Linked DNA regions of Sus scrofa: region 2 is linked to region 1. The links are chromatin contacts, called in public HiChIP or PLAC-seq maps. All regions are on one chromosome and are shown on one strand. The core of a region is the stretch at or near the end of the contact, and the rest is flanking DNA. Distances in the headings are between cores, read along the strand shown.

What was found. HiChIP or PLAC-seq counts read pairs in DNA pulled down with a chosen protein or histone mark.
Region 2: a contact with region 1 is called in an H3K27ac HiChIP or PLAC-seq map of alveolar macrophages. The contact joins two enhancer-like sites. A contact is called at or near these places in 3 of 5 promoter capture datasets (fetal skeletal muscle, liver and skeletal muscle), 12 of 47 Hi-C or Micro-C datasets (alveolar macrophages, embryonic fibroblasts, fetal liver and 7 more) and 2 of 2 datasets of contacts at active chromatin or transcription factors (alveolar macrophages and skeletal muscle).

What each region holds. Positions count from the first base shown.
Region 1 is chrX:15,901,565-15,906,742 of Sscrofa11.1, forward strand. It overlaps SH3KBP1 (SH3 domain-containing kinase-binding protein 1), which reads right to left. Exons shown (of 18, transcript XM_013985983.2): 14 at 641-750. Among named protein-coding and RNA genes, the nearest start is that of MAP3K15, 37 kb to the left of the region's middle. Within about 2 kb of position 1,962, at least 1 of the 83 cell types and tissues checked has an H3K27ac peak or open chromatin away from gene starts, as enhancers often do. A contact at or near this core is called in alveolar macrophages, where this site is marked.
Region 2 is chrX:16,233,168-16,238,345 of Sscrofa11.1, forward strand. No RefSeq gene overlaps it. Among named protein-coding and RNA genes, the nearest start is that of SH3KBP1, 6.5 kb to the left of the region's middle. Within about 2 kb of position 2,219, at least 4 of the 83 cell types and tissues checked have an H3K27ac peak or open chromatin away from gene starts, as enhancers often do. A contact at or near this core is called in alveolar macrophages, where this site is marked.

The DNA.
Region 1 (5,178 bases), core at 712-3,211:
GAGCAGGACCACAGGTAACTTACATCTTTACGCATTTTGTTCCTCAAATTTGGTACACTAAAAGTGTTACAGGTTTCTAATAAGCAGTGAAGGTATTCAAAACGACCCCAACAAAAACTTCTGTGGGTTATCCAGAGGCGTCTGACTATGCTTTCCTGCATGACCCGGGGCCTCGTATGTTTAAAAGCCATCGCCTAAAGGTCCGCGTGGGGTTCTGGGGAGGGCTGCCGAGGACAGGGCTTTGAGAGAAAAAGGATCGGCCAGTGCCAAGTGCTGTAGAGCGGCAGAGCCTTTTATTTTTTTAAAGTTCTCCCTTGAGGACAGACCAAACCAGCCTTGCTCGCCTTTCCCACCATAAAACAGGACAATGTTTTCCTTACCAATTTCATCTCAGGTTCAAACAAGAATCAGTCGGGGAGGAGAGAGAAGGAAAGTGGGACTCACGAGTTCCCACCTCGCTGGCAGACAAAAAGAACAAAAAGAAAGACTGCTTGATTCCAGCAGACACTCCTGTTCAGCAGTGTGTCACATGACCTTCCTCTCCCAGTGAGTCCTCCAATCAGCTACTTGCACGGAGTCCTCAGCTAGAGTCTCCAGGCTTTCCCGCTTTCCCGCTGGCGCAACGCAAGGAGACACTTACGGATGTGAGCGACTGGGACGGAGGCCGCCTCCCCGTGGCTTTGGGTCGACTTGTGGTTGGGTGACTGAGTTTCTCAGTAGACGACACCACGGAGTCAAACCCTTCTAGGTCTGAAACAAAAATAAAACAGGTTTTTTGAAGAGCAACCATAGGAGTGAGGGAAGGTTCTTGTAACACGCCCCAAACACCTCTTTTCCTTACTTGCTATGCTTCATCATTGACGAAGGCTGTTTCCACCCTTTGCTCATCCAACAAAGGTGACTCGAACTGAGTAAAAGAATCGTTTCCTCCTCGGTTTAACAAGCTAGCACAGAGGAAAGAGCCACGTGATCTCTCTTTCCCCCCTCGACAGCTAGATTTGGAAATCCTCGAAAGCCACTGAACGCGGGGTTAAAGGCGGAATCCTCTTTCTTCCACAAATCCAAGTCCATTTTGGAGGGTGCGACAACACGATAAGCAGTTCTCACAAGGTACAATGTCCTTGGGCAAGTGCATGCTGGTCGTTGATTTCAAAAGACAAGAGAAGGCAGCCGCCTCCTCTGGTTGTACCGCCGTTCTCTGACCTCCACCTACCTGTAGACTATTAAGCCCCTGGAAATGGGGAGCAAGCTTCTACTTCTCCAGATGATGCACAGAGCCCGGCACCATTCTGCTTCCAGAAGCATCGCTCAGTGGAGACGCTACCTTCTTCAGCCATCAGTCTGCCCATTCATTAGCTCTGTCAGGACTAAGTAACTATTCTGTGCGACATACAGAGCTAGATGCCAAGGCTACACCAGTGACCGTGGCAGAAACGAGCCTGCCCTCAGAGAGTTCCCATCGGCTGTGGCTGATCCGGCATGTGTTCAAGAGGAAGGCCTTTGCCTTGACTCGGCTACCTCCTTCAACAAATGGTCAGGCCCAGGGGTCACCTGCTTTTACAGAGTTCTGGGGATTTACACATCAAGTGTAGGTATGTATGTGACGCACAGAGGAAGGGCTGGCAGAAAGGGGCCGACCCGGAGACTCATCCTTGCTGGCGAATGGAGCCACGCCCTGTCTTCCTGACAGGTAGACTGTTTCATGAAGGGCTGCCTTCTCTGACCATTCCCGCTCTCCTTTCTAACGGAGCCCCGGTTTTGTTTCAGGACAACGTGCTCAGCTGAAGCATGGCTGGGCTACACCAGTAATGGTGTTCCTGCTCCTCTTGGCCTCTGGTTGGTTTAGAGGTGGCCGTGGAGCCCAATTCGGGTCACTGAGAAATAAAAGGAAGTCTACGGCGAGCCTCTGGGAACGAAGTTTCCTCTCTGCCTAGAGAAGCAGCTGAGAAGGCCATATGGGTGGCTGCTTCCGCTTCCTTTCTGCTTGGGATGCTGTTGTGTAAGAAGAAGATGCCTGAGCTGTGGAGGGACTTAGTGTCCTGAGACGAAGAGAAAGAGACTAGCGCCCCCTCGCCCCTGCCACCCTTTGAGGACGCAGCGAGGAGACAGCGTCAGTGAACCAGGAAGAGGGTCCTCCAGAGACACAGGATCTACTGGTGCCTTGATCTTGGCCTTCACGGCCTCCAGGACTGTGGGAAATAGGTGTCTTTTGTTTAAGTTCTGCTATGGTAACCTAGCAGACTAAGATAGGCATGGCTTTGGAGCTAGGTGGTCTGGGTTCAAATCCCGGCTCGACCACTAAGCACCTGTGTACCCGGCGTGTTTCGAGCCTCTTCCTGCTACTTCTTGCAGCAGCACTTTTCAGCCTTTTTCCTGCCATTGCACAAATGACTAACACACTCTATTATGAACCATGAGGGAGATGCTCTTGGGGATCTTGAGGATAACAGAGCAGGAAAACGGTAAGAGCCTGGGTGACGGGCCACCCCAGTGAGCCATTCACCAACCCTGGAATGAGCAAGTGTCCATACTTCTGGCCATGTGAAATGAGCAAGTCCTGCCATTTCAGCTAATTTGAGTCACACATTTTTTATTTACAGCTAAAAGCATCTTGAACTGCCATAACTGCAAACAGGCTGGCTTAGGACAGAAAAGATCAAAATCATGTATGTTTTGCTTCCCTCCTTATTTTGGGGACAGCTCTCTTGTTGGGGGCTATAATAAGTGGTCTGGCTATGTGACAGCTTTATTCTATTAATGAACAGGCAGGTGTCGTCTACAAATGACTTCCTTTTGTGGAATATACAAAATCAAGCACAAGTCACTGGTCGGGACAAACCATTACATTACATTACACCTGGGATAATCTTACAGGACTTTGTCCTAGTGCCTGGGGAATGAATAATTGCTCAGTATGAACTCATCTCATGGGGCAAAGCAACTGGAACCCAAGGTTAATGCTCTGCAGAGACAGCACAAGAAAATTATCAGTGACGCCCTGAGACCAAGCAGGAGCCAAGCAGCTCCAAAGGGCCCCAGCTCTCCAGCCAGATCAGTGGGCTCGTGGGCTCGGGGACAGGCCAAGATGCTCACTGCTAGGCCTGACTCTCTCAGGGCCCTTCTATTTTTTTTCCCCAAGGCCTCACCCCCAGCATATGGAGGTCCCCAGGTTAGGGGTCTAATCAGAGCTATAGATGCTGGCCTACCCCAGAGCCACAGCAATGCCAGATCTGAGCTGTATCTTTGACCTACCACCACAACTCACGGCAACGCCAGATCCTTAACCCACTGAACGCGGCCAGGGATCAAACTCGCATTCTTGTGGTTCCCAGTGGGATTCATTAGCCACTGAGCCACAAAGGGAACTCCAGGGCTTCCTGGAGAGAAGAGAATCTTCCCTTTAAGAGAATCTTATTGTCCTAAAAGATTCCCCTTCGGACCCCACCCCCACGCACTCTACCAACTCCACATTGTCTGGAATGGAAATTCCTAATTACACACGTGGATTGATGCCCAAAGCCATCACCTGATATTAATACCTCCCCAGTTAATTTTTCTCTGATTACAAAAGTAATATGTGCACAATGTAAAAATTTTTTTAAGCCATAAAACTGTAACAACAAAACAAAGTCAACTATGATCTGACCACATGGAGACAAGCACTATTAGTATTTTGCTATGCTTCCCTTCAGGCTTTTTTCTATAAATAGATAGCCTAGTTCACATTATATGTGGTATTGCATTCTGCTTATTTCACTAAACATGATATGCTGCGATGCTAGAAATCATTCATAAATATTTTGATTGTTGTAGAATCTTCTACTGCATTGCGATTCATGATTTAGTGAATCAATCTCTTATCACTGGGTAATCAGTTTCCAATTTATTCCCTGCCCTACCACCAACACCACCCCCATTTCTGTTTTTGTTTTTTATCAAGAAAAAGTGCTGCACAAATATACTTGCATGCACTCTATATATGGTGAGTTTAGCGGGTTTTCCATGTGGCTCCCCACTTTGGCCCTAAAGAAGGGAATAAGGCACAGGACAGGGAGGTCTCCTGGCAGTGGGGTGGGGGTGACAGGAAGCCTGGGGCAGAGGAGCGAGGACTCAAGACTGAGGAGCAGATGCTGAGCAGGCAGCCGGGAAGAGCTGAAGGAGTGGCTGGTAAAGGTTCCAGCAAATGAGCCAGCGCCAGGGGCCTAGGCTGGGCGCTGCCAGGGGCTGAGAGGGACCACACCACCTCTGCCTCCATGCTGGAAAATGTAGCAAGCTCTGGAGGCACAGCCTGAGCAGGCTTGAAGCAATTAAAGAACAATTAAAAGCCAGCAGACTCTGCTTCAGCCACCTTGGCTGCAGAGTGGAGCCACCTGGACAATTAAAAAAAGAAAAGGCTCAGGCCTGGATGCCACCCTGGGACCGACTGGATTAGCCTGGGGCGCAGTCGAGGCTGGGGCAGGCTCTCAATTTCTCCAGGTTTCTGAGTGTGTCGTTAGCAGCCTACACAGAGAAGCACTGCTCCAGCAGAGCCTGGGGGCTGAGGGGACAGAGGGACAAGCTTGGACTTGAACAAATGGAGGCGAGAAGAGGACGCTGGGGCGAGGGCCACCAGGGGAGCAGCGGGGTGCTCCGGGGCCCAGGGAGGCGTCGAAAGTAAGGCTCCTCATGGGGTGGGTGCCCTGCTAACCTGGTGCGTGGGGAACGAAGGTGATAAAAGTGTCAATCAAAGGCACTGGGTGACAAGTTAGAAACACGGCAGCTGGAGCGAGGAGGGGGCCCAGCACGCAGAGCAGGCAGGAGGGGGGAGCCAGGGGCGTTGCAGGACCCCCTTACAGTGGACTGGGCGCACCCCCTGGCGTGCAGGGACAGGGAAGGTCACACCCGGGAAGCTTCCGCTGGGCTCCATCTGCGCTCCCTCCCCACCCTCCGGGGCCGCTGAAAGAATCAAGTCCCCAGGGGAGTGGAGGGGTTGACAGCGTGTGAGCTGGTGGTCTGTAATAAATCATATGTCGGAAACCACTCCAGGGCCTGGTGTCCGTCTCCCCACACTTAGACCACGAGCCCCGGAGGGCAGGGACCCATCCCTGTGCTCCCAACGTCTAGCGTCTTCCTGGGGAAAACAGGCTTGATACTCTGCGAAGGAAGGGACAAATGAACAAGCCGCCGAAGGCACCCACT
Region 2 (5,178 bases), core at 969-3,468, 330 kb after region 1:
AGGTCTGGTCTGGTGACCTTTAGCCTGACAGCCTTCTCCCTCAGGCGATCCAACAAGGATCATCTATCTAACCAGTTCCTTCCCCCGACCACGTCCTGACCAAAGGGCAATCTCGAAAGGAAAGTTTGCCAAATGTTCATAATTAAATTTTTGGAAAAGGTTTATATACACCTCAGTCTCTCCTAACCGTAAACAACACAAGTGGCCTATCAAATAGAGACTCAACCTTTTCTTTTTTTCTTTTTTTCTGAGGGGGGGTATTAAAATTTCCTTTATTTTATTTTTTTTTAATTTTCCTGAGGCATGTGGAAGTTCCTGGGCCAGGGATCAAACTTGTGCCACAGCAGCAACCTGAGCCTCTGCAGTAACAATGCTGCATCCTTAACCACTGTAGCACAAGGAAACTCCCTAAATATTTCAACCTTTTCTTAGTGCCCAAAGAAAGGAGTAAAAAGGTTCAACCTTACACAGAAATACAGTGTGTTAGCTATCTTTTGAAAAATCTATCTTAAGATAATCCCTCCCGTTTATGGAGAAGTGGGCAGCTGTGATACGCTTTTATCCTCTTTTCAATTCTCATGACAACAGTGGAAGTTGTCACTCTCCCTATTTTACGAGTGAGGAGACTCGAGTTCAGAGAGGCTAAATGCCCTTATGTCCCTTGGCAGGAGAGAGGCAGGTCGTCTGGCAAGGTAAAGACGGCTGTGTCTGATTCCCTTAGAAACTACAGAGTTGTCGGAAGGGGAACAAAGCGATCCAATTTTTTTTTCATGGTTGAAAATTCCTGTTCTATGGCCTTAATATAAAATTTAAGTGGATGCTTGGAATGAAATTTCTACATATACAAAAGGCTTATGACATGACACCAAGTGATAAAACCCGAAATACCTATCTTCACATACCTTTTACTGACAATCACATTTTAACTTAGAAAATACTTTAAAAGCTTTGGCAGCAATACTCCAAAAGGTTAAAAGCTCATCTGGAATCACATAGCTGTAGTTGGTTCTTTCCCGTTGTATTTTCTGAGCCTGCAGCGAATGCAGGTGCCCGGCCTGAGGATGAATGATTCAGGCTTCACTTGGTACTAACTGGGACACCATCTTGGGAGCATTCTGAACATCGCTGTGTCTCAGGCTCCTCATCTGGAAAATGGGTTGGCATGAGGCTATAAGGGGCTAATGCTTGCCAAGTGCTTAGTGTGATGTCTGGCATTGCTCCAGATTTTCTTTAATGACCATAATTTTAGTAATGAAAAAGTTTGTTTGTAAAAGTTGTTATATTATCTCATAGTTTTCCTTATTTGAATATCTTAGAATAAATAATGACTATAATTGAACAAACATTCAAATATTATTATTACAGGAGCTTAAAGTAAGCATCTACTCTGACAATTTGTAGCAGTCGTGTGTGTGTGTGTGTGTGTGTTTGCCTTTTCTAGGGCTGCTCATATGCGGCATATGGAGGGTCCCAGGCTAGGGCTCTAATCGGGGCTGTAGCCGCCGGCCTAGCACTAGAGCCACAGCAACTCAGGATCTGAGCTGCGTCTGTGACCTACACCACAGCTCACAGCGATGCCGGATCCTTAACCCACTGAGCAAGGCCAGGGATCAAACCCGCAACCTCATGGTTCCTAGTCAGATTCGTTAACCGCTGCGCCACGACGGGAACTCCTATAGCAGTCTAAAGAAATACACATTTCTAGTTCTTCCTAGCACACTGGCTACTTGTGTCACCATCTTTCCCCCTCAAATACCAGAAAGATGATGATAAAGGAATAAAGAGGGACTCCACCCACGACGACAAGGAGAAGAGGAGAGGAAGCAGCATAAGACTAGGCATTTCAAGGTGATGCTGGCATTCAAAAGGCAGCCCGGGAAGGGTATGAGAGGTAGCAGGAAGCCACCAAATAGGGGTCTGCAGCTGACCCCAAGAAGGGGGCACTTGGGCTGAGCAAAATTCAGGCAAGGCTCAGGGCTGTGGTCAGGGGGACAGTGTCTCCCTTTGTACACTGAGTGGCTGGACTCTCAGTCCTCACCTTACCTTCCTCCACTAGACATGAATCCCAAGACTTTCCAGAACTCTAGTGACCGAGCTACAGGCAGGGGATAGGAGGTTCCCTCTCCAGAAAAATCAAAGGGGCCAAGAACAGAGATTCCCCAGATGCAGATGCACAAGAAACTGAAACCAAACACTAGTTCCCTGGTGATTGTGGAAACCAGACACGTGGGCGGATGGGCTTCACAGTGGCTTCCTGTTAAGCTGTTGAGAGCAGTTTGCCACTATAAACTGGAGCAGTTGGTGGGAGAATCTCCTTGGAGATCCTTGAGAATTGCTGCAGCATCCAACTGTGGAGTTTGGGGCCAAGGCATTCAAGCGTCTGCTCCTCTGACCTCTTGGGCAACATCCCTGACCTCTACCCTCACCACCCCCTCCAGCTCTTCCAACCCCCAAGCAAGCCCTTAATTCTACCTCTGGTCTTTTATATCTGAAACATGCAGCGTGACTTGTGTTCTGCTGATGGACCCAGACTGATAGCAGGCTAGGCAGAAGGCCTTCCTTTTCCACCCTTGGTCCTCCTCCAGCCTGCTCTGGGCATTGGAAGTATGGATGGCTTTGTGTCAGGTTCATCCAGTGCAATGCACCGGCAGGGATGAGGAGAGAGAAGTCAGGGGATACAGTCCCTTCACGCGCCCCCCCTTCCATGTCACTGACTGGCTGTGTCCTTATGCTGAAGACCACAGCTCCTGCCCCCTGCCCTTCCCCTGTGGAGACCTGGTGGAGTTCCAAACATGACTCCCTCCTTCTGCCCTTGGGCTACAGCATACTCATTTAGTCTTTGCTGTTTCCCCTGAACCCTGCCCACCTTTTCATAAATGATTCCTTATTAAACCCTTCTCAATGGCCCAGTTTAAGGGCAGCACCTGTTTCCTGCCAGGACCCAAATGACACTGCTCCGTCACCCCTCACCAGAGCCCTGCCAGGCTCACAGGATGGCCAAAAGGCTTTTAGGTGGCTCAGTGTTCAGTACCAACAGTCAAAGATCAACATATATTTCCGAATCATCTCTGCTGTGAAGGAAAGAGACAGACATATACCAAGAAAAAGGAACTAAGGGGAAAAAACAAGTACAACGGGAACAGAAGAAGATTTATCAACAACCAAAAACACTAAAAGATTGAAATGACCTTAAGTGCCCACCGATGGATGAAAGGATAAAGATGTGGTACCTATATACAATGAAATACTACTCAGCCACAAACAAGATGAAATCTTGCCATTTTTGACAACGCGGATGAGACCTCGAGAGTATTATGCTAAGTGAAATAAGTCAGATGGGAAAACACAAATACTGTATGATTTCACTCATATGTGGAATCAAAAAAACAAACAGGAAAGCAAAATAAGTGAATAAATAAAACCAAACAAAAACAAACAGAAAGGGAAAACAGAGTAGTCATTACCAGAGTGGGAAGGGGGGAGGACAAAATGAGTAAAGGGGGTCAAGTGTATGACGATGGATGGGAACTAAGGTTTTGGTGGTGAGCATAGTGTAGGGTGTAAAGAAGTAGAAATATAATGCTGTACACATGAAACACTGTTATAAACTAATGTTACCTGAATAAAAATTTTTTAATAAAATAAATACTATATAAGGACCAAAACAAACCTGAAACAGTGAAAGATCCTCAGAATGTTAAGGGAAGATTTTCCATCCATAAAACAAGGACAGGACACAAAAACAGAGAGACAGAGAAAGGGAGAGAGGGAGGATGGGAGGGAGGAGGGGATAGAGAAGGCAAAGTTCTTGTCATCAAAGGAAGAGAAAGATCTTGGAAATATAAAATATGATAGCCAACATTTTATAAATGGAATAGTAGAGTTATATAAAGCCAAGGAAGTCTCCCAGGACGTAAAATAAAAGACAATGATATGGAAAATAGAACAGAAAGGATAGGAAATAAAGAGAATCAGTCCAGAAGGTCCAATAGCCAACTTACATGCACTCCAGGAAAAAAGTAAATGAATAAATGGAAAGACTGCAATTATCAAATTAATAATACAAGAAAGTGTCCCTAAATTGAAGGACAATTGTCTCCAGATGGAAAGGGTCCATCAAGTGTCCAGGACAATGAATGAAAAAAGACGACACAAAAGGTCACACCAAGACATATTCTCATGAAATTCAGAACACTAGCGATAAATCATAAAAGCTTCCATAGTGAACAAGCAAGTTGCTTAACAAAAGGATTAGGGATCAGAATAGTATGAGAGTTCTCAATAAGATCTCTAAAAGTTGGAAGATAATGGACCAATACCTTCAAAATTCTGAGTAAAGGATCCACAACCTAGAATTCTACACTCAGCCAAACCATTAATCAAACGTGAAGGTGGAAGAATGACATTTCCAGACATGTGAGGACTCCAAATGTATGCTTCACATGGACTCTTTCTTCAGAAATGTTGGGAGGATGTGCTCTAGCAGAAAAAGGAGTTCACTAAGAATTTGGAAGACACGAGACCTGGGAAGCTAAAGGTGCGACCCAAGAGAGCAGTGACAGGACAATCCCGGGATGACTCTGTAGCAAGACCAGTGGGCAATCAGTTCAGCTGAAACAGCATGGAGAGCTCTAGGAGGCAGATCTGATTTCATTGAGTATGTGGAACATGTTATTGATAACTTCTGGCAGATGCGGTGGGCAGAATAATACCCCCCAGCCCTGCAAAGATGCCCACATCCTAATCCCTGGAACCTGTGGATATGTTAGATTAGATGGAAAAGAGGAATTAAGGTTGCAGATGGAATTAAGGTTGCTCATCAGCCAACCTTGGGAAGGGGAGAGGAGCCTGGTTTATCCAGGTGGGCCAAATATAATCAGAAATGTCCTTAAATAGGCAACAGGGAGGCAAAAAAAGAGCCAGAGGAATGCAGCATGAGAAAGACCAGCTGTTGCTGGCTTAGAAAATGTAAGGGGCCCGAGGAATGCAGGCAACCTCTGGAAACTGGAAAAGAAAGGCAATGGGTTTTTCCCTAGAGCTTCCAGAAGGAGTGCAGCCCTGCCAACACCTTGTTTTAGCCCAGCAAGACCCATTTTGGACTTACTGTAGTAGCAATAGGAAACCAAAACAGGATTTGAACGAGTGCCTGAAACTAAGCAAATAAGAAAATCAAGACAC